Regions from separate parts of the Sus scrofa genome. Here region 1 is linked to region 2. A link is a contact called in public HiChIP or PLAC-seq data. All regions are on one chromosome and are shown on one strand. The core of a region is the stretch at or near the end of the contact, and the rest is flanking DNA. Distances in the headings are between cores, read along the strand shown. Region 1 overlaps TTC39C (tetratricopeptide repeat protein 39C). Region 2 overlaps NPC1 (NPC intracellular cholesterol transporter 1).

Region 1 (5,225 bases), core at 891-3,390, 520 kb before region 2:
GAGCTATGTAATAACTACTACACCCCACAGTGAAGATTCATTTAAAATTATAATACCATTATATCAACATTTTAGGATTTAAAAGCCCAAGTCTCCTACTACAGTACATGAACTTTTTCAAAAAGTAACCAAAATAACACTGGGATATACACCCAAAAAAATCCAACCAAAGAAACTCAGAAAAACCCCTCTAACTACATTTGAAAATATTGAATGGTTCTTTTTCATATAACATGTACCAAGAATATCCTAAACCAACACTGTCTGACTCTTCTTTCCTCCTTCTCCAACTGAGACTGTCATCTTTGATAAATAGCTAGTTCCAGGAAAGAAGCCCATATGCAAAGGATTCCAAGGCTCTGAAGTTACAAACGACCCAATCAAAAAATGGGCAGAAGACTTAAATAGACAATTCTCCAAAGAAGATATATGGATGGCCAATAGACACATGAGAAAATGCTCAACACCACTAATTATTAGAGAAATGCAAATCAAAACTACAATGAGGTACCACCTCACACCAGTCAGAATGGCCATCATTAACAAGTCAACAAATAACAAATGTGGAGAAAAGGGTACCCTTTTGTACTCTTGGTGGGAATGTAAATTACTATAACCACTATGGAAAACCATATGGAGGTACCCCAAAAAACTAAATATAGAACTACCATATGATCCAGCAATCCCACTCCTGGGCATATATCTGGACAAAACTTTCATTGAAAAAGATACATGCACCCCTATGTTTAGTGCAGCACTATTCACAATAGCCAAGACATGGGAACAACCTAAATGTCCATTGAGAGACGAATGGTTTAAGAAGACATGGTACATATATACAATGGCTCAGCCATAAAAAAGATAAACTAATGCCATTTGAAACAACATAAATGGAAATAGAGATTCTCATACTAAGTGAAGCCAGAAAGAACACTACCATATGACATCACTTGTTTGTGTAATCTAAAATATTGCACAGGAGTTCCCGTCGTGGCTCAGAGGTTAATGAGCCTGACTAGCATCCATGAGGATGTGGGTTTGATCCCTGGCCTCGCTCAGTGGGTTAAGGATGCTGTGAGCTGTAGAGTAGGTCGTAGACACAGGTTGAGTCCCGAGTTGCTGTGGCTGTGGTGTAGGCCGGTGGCTACAGTTCCAATTGGACCCCTATCCTGGGAACCTCCATATATGCCGTTGGGTGCGGCTCTTAAAAGACAAAAAAATATAAAATAAAAATAAAATATCGCAAGATGTTCCCATCTGCAAAATAGAAACAGATCATGGCCAAGGAGAGCAGATTTGTGGTTCTTAACAGGGGAGGGGAGAAAGGGTGGGATGGACAGGCACTTGGGGGTTTTTGGATACAAACTATAATATTTGGAATGGATGGGCAATGGGGCCCTATCATAGCACAGGGAACTGTGTGTGATTGGGTCACTTTGCTGTACAACAGAAAATTTAAGAAACATTGTAAATCAACTATCCTTTCATTTAAAAATGTTTTAAAAAATTAATGTGAACCAGGAGTTCCCATTGTGGCAAAGCAGAAAAGAATCTGACTAGGAATGATGGGGTTGCAGGTTTGATCCCTGGCCTCGCTTGGTGGGTTAAGGATCCAGCATTGCTATGAGCTGTGGTGTAGGTCAAAGACGCGGCTCGGATCTGGCATTGTTGTGGTTGTGGCGTAGGCCGGCAGCAACAGCTCCGATTAGACCCCTAGCCTGGGAACCTCCACATGCCGCGGATGTGGCCCTAAAACAAACAAACAAACAAACAAAATTAATGTGAACCATCATTAACTTCCAGCATCTTAAACTTCCAGCACTTTAATCAAATAAAGTGGATGAAACTCACAATGCAGTGGGGGGAGATCGGTTTGTGTAACACTTTTTCCTTTTTCTTTTTCACAAGCACATATGCAGGCTTTCACAGTTTGGGGTCCTTAGCCATGACTACACATTAACCATTTACCTGAACAGCATCTTCTGAGTTCCCCAGACATTTGTGTATGGCACCAAGAAGCAAATACTTTAATCCGACGACAGATGAGTCATCCACTTCATGGCAAGCTTAAAGAGAAGTGAAAGCAGCAAGAAGGAAATACATTCACTTAATTCCGTAAATATCATTGAGTTAACTATTTCATTGGTTAGCAACTTACTCAGTGCATAATTCTGCCCCCTGAAACTGAGAAGGTTCCCCTTCCTACTACTTAATGAGTATCCTTAGTCATGGAAAGGCAAAGATATTGAACTTCATAGTGCCAAGAAGTCTCAAAACTGAATCTACTGCTACTAAGTCAAAGAAGAAAATTTGCAATTGGCTCCATACTGTACAATTACAACTATGTGACATTCTGGAAAAGGCAAAACTGTGGTGGGTTGCCAGAGGTAGGGCGCAGGTACATTCAGGGAAGTGAAACAATTCTGTATCATTTCGTCTGTAAAAGTGCATATGTGTCATTACTTCATTCATCAAATCCCACAGAATGTACCAAAAAAGCATCAACTCTAATGCAAATGGTGGACTCTGAGTGATAACAATGTGTCAGTGTTGGTTCATCAGCTGTTAACAAATGACCCACAGTGGGGGACATTAGTGGTTGGGGAGTCTGTGTGTGTACAGGTGAGGGTTGGGAGGGTCTGGGGTATATGGGAACCACTCCGTACTTTCTGCTCAATTTGGCTGTGAATCTAAAACTGCTCTCAAAAATAATGTCTATCTGGAGTTCCCATTAAGGCTCAGCAGAAATGAATTCGACTAATATCCATTAGGATGCGGGTTGGATCCCTGGCCTCACTCAGTGGGTCGGGGATCCAGCATTGCCCTGAGCTGTGTTGTGGGTTGCAGACTCAGCTTGGATCCCGTGTTGCTGTGGCTGTGGTGTAGGCCGGCAGCTGTAGCTCCAATTTGTTTCCCTAGCCTGGGAACTTCCATGTTCCATGGGTGTGGCTCTAAAATACTAAAAAATAAAAAGACAAAGTCTATCAATATCTCTTAAATTGCATCATATTAGTTTAAAAAACTAGGCAGTAAACACCCTCACATGTCTTGTAGGAGACACTGCACCAGTCTCCGAGAAGGGGCGTGATCCCCCTACTTCAAGAAGATTCCATCTACTGTGGAGGATGGGCACACATGTTGGAGGGTAACATGGAAGTTTTCCAAGGAAATGAAAAAGGTAGAAATCGGAAACATAGTGGAGCTAATAGAGGAGGAAAACTAGTAATTATTTCTATGCACCAATAAAGACATTGAGATTTGATACGGTTTGATAAAAACATACACATACACACACACACATATTACATATAAATGTATGGACATACGTGTGTGTGTGTGTGTGTGTGTGTGTGTGTGTGGACATACGTGTGTGTGTGTATCTCAAGGTTCCAGAAGAAGTTTTGGAAGTAACCAGAAGAGCTGGATAGAGTGGCAAAGAGGTAAATGTGAATCTAAACCTACAGAAGCAAGAGGTGTCTCAAAAAAATAGGCTGTAAATATCTCCACAAAAAAAGAACCCAAAAAATCTTATGGTAGCAGTAGTGTTGGGGGAATGCAGTTCATTCACCCCTTCATTCACTCATTCACTCTTCATTCATTCTACCCATTCACTCAATATGTACTGAGTATTTACTATGTGCCAGCAGTGACCACACAGAAAAAAAATTCCTGCCCTTAGGAAACTAAAGTTTTGTGGAGGGAACAGATGACACAAAAGACAAACAGATAAAATAAGTATGTTAAAGAAGTATACATGCTGAGATAAAAAATAAAGCTAGAAAGGGGGCGGTTAGAAAGGTACAGGTTGGAGTTCCCATTGTGGCTCAGTGGTAAAGAACCCGACTAGTACCCACGAGGATGTGGGTTCGATCCCTAGCCTTGGCCTTGCTCAGTGGGTTAAGGATCTGGAGTTACCGTGAGCTGTGGTATAGGTTGTGGACATGGCTCAGTTCCTGCATTGCTGCAGCTGTGGTGTAGGCCTGCAGCTACAGCTCCGATTCAACCCCTAGTTTGGGAATTTCCATATGCTGTGGGTGTGGCCCTAAAAAAAAAAAAAAAAAAAAAGAGGAATGGTATAGGTTAAGCCCCACTGAAAAAGTCAGAGGTGTATAAAGGACAGCCTGAAGAAAATGAGTAAAGGAGCCATGTCAATGTTGGTGGGATGGGAAGAGTTTTTGCAGGAGAGAAGGGCAAGTGCAAAGGCACTGAGGCCTGGTATGCTCAGGCTCAGGAAGGAGGAGTGTGGCTGGAGTCTGGTGGGCAGGGGAAGGGTGTGAGCAGCATCAGCAGTGGGGCATGTGTGCCGACAACACGCCATTTGATGGACCTGGGCCTTTACTGTGAATGAGATGAGACCACAGGTCTTAGAGGTGCAACAACACACACTTAGGTTTTAATCATTCTGACTGCTGTGCTAAGAATATAGAGTAAGCAGAGGAGAGGGGCTGGTAAGTGAGGGAAGGGCATGAGTGAAACCACGGGACAAGATGTAAGAATCCAACCGCTCTGCTGATGAAGGGAGTGGGAGTCACAGACAGGGACTGAGGGCCTGGGGGAAGAGCGTGATAATGCACACAGCCCTCTATCACCTGCTAGCAGGTTTTTTTTTTTTCCCCCTAGAACTTAACTATTTCTTTATAAAGATCTTCACTGTTTTTCACACAATTGAATCAATTTGGATCACTACTGGGGAATGAGATAATCTAATTAACAGCTCTCTGAAATGGACTGTCATCAAAAAGATTAGAGAATTATCTCATGTTCCTGCGACACTGCCTCCCTTTCCAAGACATCTTTCTTGTTTGATACTTGGAAAGGCATTCAGAGAATATTTAGTTACATTGAGTGATAATCATTCTTGTACCTGCCAAGTATTATTTGATATCTGCATGAGTGTTTTAATTCTCTCTAAACACACGACCACCCAATTGTGCATTAAAAACAATACCTAAAATTCTGTACTGTTCCTCTGAGTTAGAGGTTTGGTAGATATTCTAGACTTGCATCAACAATAAGAGATGGGTTTTAAATTATGCCTATCTTTTTAAACAACAGAACAGACCTCGCATAACTAAGAAAATTTTGCTTCCTTTCAAGGAATCCCCTTAGGAGGGTTACACACCTACTCTAATTACAGGGCCTCTGAGCACAGCTTCTTTTAGAATTGCTTTACCTTGATCTGGAATATCAATCAACACGGACAAACTTTTTGACCTTCGAGAGCA
Region 2 (5,534 bases), core at 436-2,935:
AGCTGCTGGCCTACACCAGAGCCACAGCAACTCGAAATCCGAGCCACATCTTCGACCTACACCACAGCACATGGCAAAGCCAGATCCTTAACCCACTGAGTGAGGCCAGGGATTGAACCCACAACTTCATGCTTCCTAGTCAGGTTCGTTAACCACTGAGCCACAACAGGAACCCCAGATTCCTTACGTTTGATAGGTGGTGCTTTCTAGTTTCCTAAGCACTTCCTTGTTTATTCCCACATTTAGTCTTCACACCACAACTGTGCCATAAGTGGAGATTATGCATGCAGTTCATAGGTGGGAGGCTCCCATGCCCTTGGCTTGGTTACCTGCTCCAGGTGCACCTAGGCTCAACATGTATGGAGGCTCAGAACCCAGGACTCCTGACCTCCCTCCTCTCCTTCCCTCCCCCGCCCCCAGCCCCATCTCTTCTCCTTGGTGGATAGAAACAACACTGCTATGAAACAGATGGTGTAGACTGTAAAGGATGGGCTTGTGGGTAGGAATCAAACAACTTTGGGTCATCCATATTTTCCCAGAGAGCACTCAGTGCTGAGAAGGGGAACCTAGACTCCAGACACCCATCCTGTTAGTCACGCCAGAGTCGTGGTGGTTTTTTGGGGGTGGGTGGGGTGGTTTTTTGTCTTTTGTCTTTTTAGGCCCCCACCTGCGGCATATGGAAGTTCCTAGGCTAGGGGTCCAATCGGAGCTGCAGCTGCCGGCCTACACCACAGCCACAGCCACACAGGATCCTTAACCCACTGAGCGAGGCCAGGGGTCGAAATTGTGTCCACATGGATACTAGTCGGGTTCATTAACCACTGAGCCATGAGAGGAACTCCAGTCGGTTTTTTGACTGGGTCCCTGCCACTCCTATGGGTGACATGGCAGATGCCCCCTGACCCAGATCTGCCCGCCCTGTTGGTCCGTTGAGAATTCTATGAGGGGGAGCTCAGGGGAGGGGGCCCTGGTATGTGAATTGCAGGTCAATACCAGCAGTTGTCACCCCTGCTGAGTTAGCTTATTTGCCTTTTCAAACTTTGGCAGATGGATAATGACCTTTTAGTGGGAAACCCAGAGCAGTCCTTTCCCTAGAATCACTAGATTTATGGAAATTACTATAATCCTTTTGATAGAAAAATGGTAGAATTTTGCAACATCTTGCCATAGGTTTGGGATGTGGCGTTGCTTAACAATTTTCGCTTCCTCATTTGTATAATCTCCCTTCCTTTCGGCCTAAACATATGACTTAATGAATCAAGAGTGGGGTATCATCATGTTCTGTTTTAAACTATCTGAAGAATAAATTCAGAGCCAAGTCATAGGGACCCTGAGATTTCCCACCACACCTCTCAACCTCCCGCCTGTTGTCCCTTCCACGTTTTCAGGGCTTCGGGGCCTGCCGTGGGATTTGTTATCTCGACACCAGGGACCAGGGCAGCCTGGCTTAGCGCCTTGCACTGTATGGGTCATGTGCACTGCCCCTGGAGAGAATTCATTCTCTTGCTTCTACTCCGGTTTTGGTTTTTTTTTTTTGTTTTTTTTTTTTTTTTGATGGCTTTTCCACGAGGTGTCTTGGGAGCCATGCAGGCTTCCCGACAGCCACAGTTTCCCTAGGACTGCTGATTGCAAGGTCATGCTGGCCATGACCCTGGCCAGCTTGGCGGAGCTCAGTGGCCTTGCCGACGGGCTGAGTCACACTGCCGCACCCTCCTCCCTTCTGAATTTTCTGACAGCCGTGTGACTCTCACGGGGGACTAGCAGTGGCTCTTGAGAAATCTTTGCACAAGAGGCTTTACATTTTTCTTTTAAGATTCTGAGATGGTTTTCCTCAAAGTGGGCCCTTTTCTTTTTACTCACATCTCAAGGACAAGATACTCATTTTTGCTCCTCCTCCTTACTTACGGTTTTTTCTTCAAGTTACGGTGTGCTGATGTTAATTAACCTAAATAGATATGGAAATGTTCCTTAATTACCTAGACCTGGCACAGTTCCTTAGGCAGATAAGCAAACATAGTGCCTTAGTAGTCGCAAACCCCGAACTATCTTGCTTTCTATTTCCTGCACTGATTCTTAGTGACTCTTACATGAAACTGTAGCTTCCTCTTCTTAACAAATAAACTAGCAGGAAGTAGAAATCACGTAAATAAGGAATTTCTACCTCCTTCACTGACTGACCTGACAGATCCATTTTGGGCTTTGGGTCTACTTGAATTAATATTTTTCAAAATATTAAGCTACCCATTGCCCCTTACTGCTACTTTGCTTTGCAGGTAACATTGTGAGCGTCTGGAAATGGTGCTTGAGCGGGTGCCTTTGAAGACACTAATGACCCAAATTTTGTGTTGACTTTTGTAGGTATTTTCACAGTCCTGTGTTTGGTATGGAGAGTGTGGAATCGCATATGGAGATAAGAGGTACAATTGCAGATACTCTGGGCCACCAAAACCACTGCCAGAGGACGGCTATGACCTAGTGCAGGTGAGTTCATTGTCCTGGGCATTGAACACACAATGCTCATCAGATATCCTCGAAGTTATACTTAAATAGTATCATAGAACGGGGGCAGAGATGAAATGAGTAGGCTTCTCTTATCCCAAAGTCTTTGTCTGTAGCTCCGAGAAGATAACATAACTCCAGAGGCTTAATTTTTCTGGGATTGCCTACACCTCGGTCATTGAGTTTCTCAATAGCAGGTTACTATTTAGGGGCTGCTTTTGGTGCCTCAAATGTTACTCTCTGCAGCTTCTTCAAAGTACATTCAAAGTTAGCTCTTTCTGTTCCTCGATTTGAGGACCTGGATGGACAAGGCTGCTAAGTGGCTATGAGTCCTTCATCCTCCATTCACGTTAGGGATTCCTCTGTTTTCCACCAAGAGCCTGTGAACTTGGCTGCTGCCAGGAATCTGTTTCCTGTTGTCTTACCATCTCTAATACACAGAGATATTAGAAAAGAACTGGAAAATTTAGGTTAAAAGACTGGTGTTGGAGGAGGAAGCAATTTAAAATCCAGTCGAGGCAGTAGCGAGGTCTCCTGGATGGACTTGCTCCTTTCATCAGAATTATCAGAGGCGTTCGACTTTCCCTGGAGTGACTCACAGATAGGGTAAATAGCATTCTGGAGAAACTTGACCAGAAAAACCTAAAAAGAACTAAAAGGGTTACCAGGGGAAGAGCGTGAGCTTTCCAATTAGAAGAAAATTTGACATGTCTCTACCCGCTCTCCTTTCGTGAATCCCTAGTTATTAACTGTAAATTTAAAAGAATTCTGCAAGACCTTTGCAAACAGGTGTCTCACCCTCGTGTACCTAGAGAGGAAGATATGAATAAAACGATCTTACCTCACTGAGCCTTGTCTGTCCTTATTTAACCGAGCTTCTCACCCAAAAGGAACTCTGTCCGGGCTTCTTCTTCGGCAATGTCAGTCTTTGCTGTGATGTTCAGCAGCTGCGGACCCTGAAGGACAACCTGCAGCTGCCTCTGCAGTTCCTGTCCAGGTAGGCTGAGCACCAGGCATACCAACAAGGGGGCTTTCAAAAGCTTAGTTTTTGTCTTATTTCAAGAAAGCCATCTTGTGACATCTCAGAAATAAAGAGGAACTTGTGATAAAGTAATACTTATCAGACTCAGCTCTCTTTCTAGCTACATTGAGAGTCGCTCCTTGGTTTCCCTCTGCGTCATCTTCACCCCAGAGGAGCCTGCGCTGTGCCCTGGGCCCCTTCAGACTCTGTGGGGAGAAGAGGTTCCTGATGGTCCTGCCCAGGCCTTCGACCTGAGACCCTCACCCATGCCCAACTCTGCATCACTCCCTCATCGCCCCTGCTTTGTACATGGTTCTCTCTTGCTGCAGTGACCCAGACCTCAGTCAAGCTGGCCTTTGATGACTGCTCTTGTTCTGGCATAGTCGGCTGGTTTTGTCAACGTTGGTTTGCTGTCCAGTCTGTTCTGTGTCCAGGGCAGCGAAAAGGGTTGTGTGATAGACGTTCTCTAAGCTTACCCAGCAGTTATCAGATGTGCAAAAAAGCGGCTGGTGTGGTCTTTAGAGCAGTACATTGTAACATGCTTTTAAATAGCACGTCGGCCCCCTGATAAAGGTGAATGGGAAGGACATATGCTTCTTTGTGCAGGTGTCACTGCAGGTGATAAGCCACAAGTCAGTGTCCACTGAGGAAACCTTGCTCCATCCCTAAATTGTTCTCCCAGGACAACCATACAATATAATAATCAAGAAGTTAAGACTTGGAGGAGTTCCCATTGTGGCTCAGTGGGTTAAGAACCTGACTAGTATCCATGAGGATATGGGTTCAATCCCTGGCCTCACTCAATGGGCTAAGGATCTGACATTGCTGCAAGCTGTGGTGTAGGTTGCAAACTCGGCTTGGATCCCGAGTTGCTATGGCTGTGGCCAGCTGCAGCTCTCATTGGACCCCTGGCCTAGGAACTTCCATATGCTGCAGGTGAGGCCCTAAAAAGAAGGAAAAAAAAAAGTTGAGACTCTGTTCAGACCAGCGTATCTTGTGGAAGGAAGTCTAGTGGGTGTTCCTGGAGCCAGATGCAAGCTGTCATTCAGCCAAAATACATTTATTTAGCACCTGCTCTGCGTGAGGCCTTATGGGTGTAAACATCAAAAAGATAACCAAGTTTTCCTCATGTTGTCAGAGGTACCAAAACTTTATTTATAATAGCAAACAGTGAGCTGCTAATATGGAATATTATGCAGCTGTCAGAATTGATGATTGTGGAGATTAAATGGAGTAACATGGAAAGAGGTTTGTAGATTATGAAAAGTGGTAGAAAGCTGTTCCCCTGAGAGTGATTTCTGCTAGAATGGTGTGATTATCATTTCTGTTTGTCACAGTAAAGCACGGGACTCCTGAAATCCAGTCCACGTGGGGGGTCTGCACCTCCACTAGACCGGAGGCTTTGAAGGCAGGACCACACCTTCCTTGTTCTGTGTCGTGTGTAGATTGTCTGGCTTGGATGAGAGTGGGGAGCAATCTTGACTGGTTGTGTTTCGAGAATGCAAGTCTGATGACGTGGTAGCTTTGATAACAGTGACCTGACAGAGAGAGAGTTCTCCTACCGCATAACGGGTCAATGTTAGGAGCTTAAACTTTGAACCTGGAGGACAGCAGACAGCTTGTGGTTCTTGTGGAAACCTGAGTGCTTCTGAAATATTTCTACAGCCAGAGAGCACTCCTGCTGCTCTTATCTTCTCAAGACACAGGGAGTCCTCTTGCATTTAGAGGGGGCCTAGAGGTTTGGGAGAGAGCCCTTCAGGAGGTTTTAAAATGAAAACTCTAGTGTGTAAATCTCATTCCCTCCCCCCTTTTTTTTCTTTCTCTATCGCAATCATCACCATGACATTCCTAAGTCCCTTTAGCTTCAAGACAAAGATGTGAATTATAAAGTGCAGAATTCAGAAAGTATTTGTCTCTTTTTGAAATTACCTCTGGTCAACATAAATATAGTAACTAGGGTCGGTTTTAAGGAGGTGTCTTTAGCAAGAGGTTTTAGGTTAGAATCGCTGGGTTT

Evidence for each region. HiChIP or PLAC-seq counts read pairs in DNA pulled down with a chosen protein or histone mark.
Region 1: an H3K27ac HiChIP or PLAC-seq map of alveolar macrophages shows a contact between it and region 2. The contact joins two enhancer-like sites.

What each region holds. Positions count from the first base shown.
Region 1 is chr6:108,957,181-108,962,405 of Sscrofa11.1, reverse strand. TTC39C (tetratricopeptide repeat protein 39C) reads right to left here. Exons shown (of 14, transcript XM_021096193.1): 11 at 1,969-2,066. Among named protein-coding and RNA genes, the nearest start is that of CABYR, 12 kb to the left of the region's middle. Within about 2 kb of position 2,140, at least 3 of the 83 cell types and tissues checked have an H3K27ac peak or open chromatin away from gene starts, as enhancers often do. A contact at or near this core is called in alveolar macrophages, where this site is marked.
Region 2 is chr6:108,435,107-108,440,640 of Sscrofa11.1, reverse strand. It overlaps NPC1 (NPC intracellular cholesterol transporter 1), which reads left to right. Exons shown (of 26, transcript NM_214322.1): 2 at 2,359-2,481; 3 at 3,390-3,496. Among named protein-coding and RNA genes, the nearest start is that of NPC1, 13 kb to the left of the region's middle. Within about 2 kb of position 1,685, at least 37 of the 83 cell types and tissues checked have an H3K27ac peak or open chromatin away from gene starts, as enhancers often do. A contact at or near this core is called in alveolar macrophages, where this site is marked.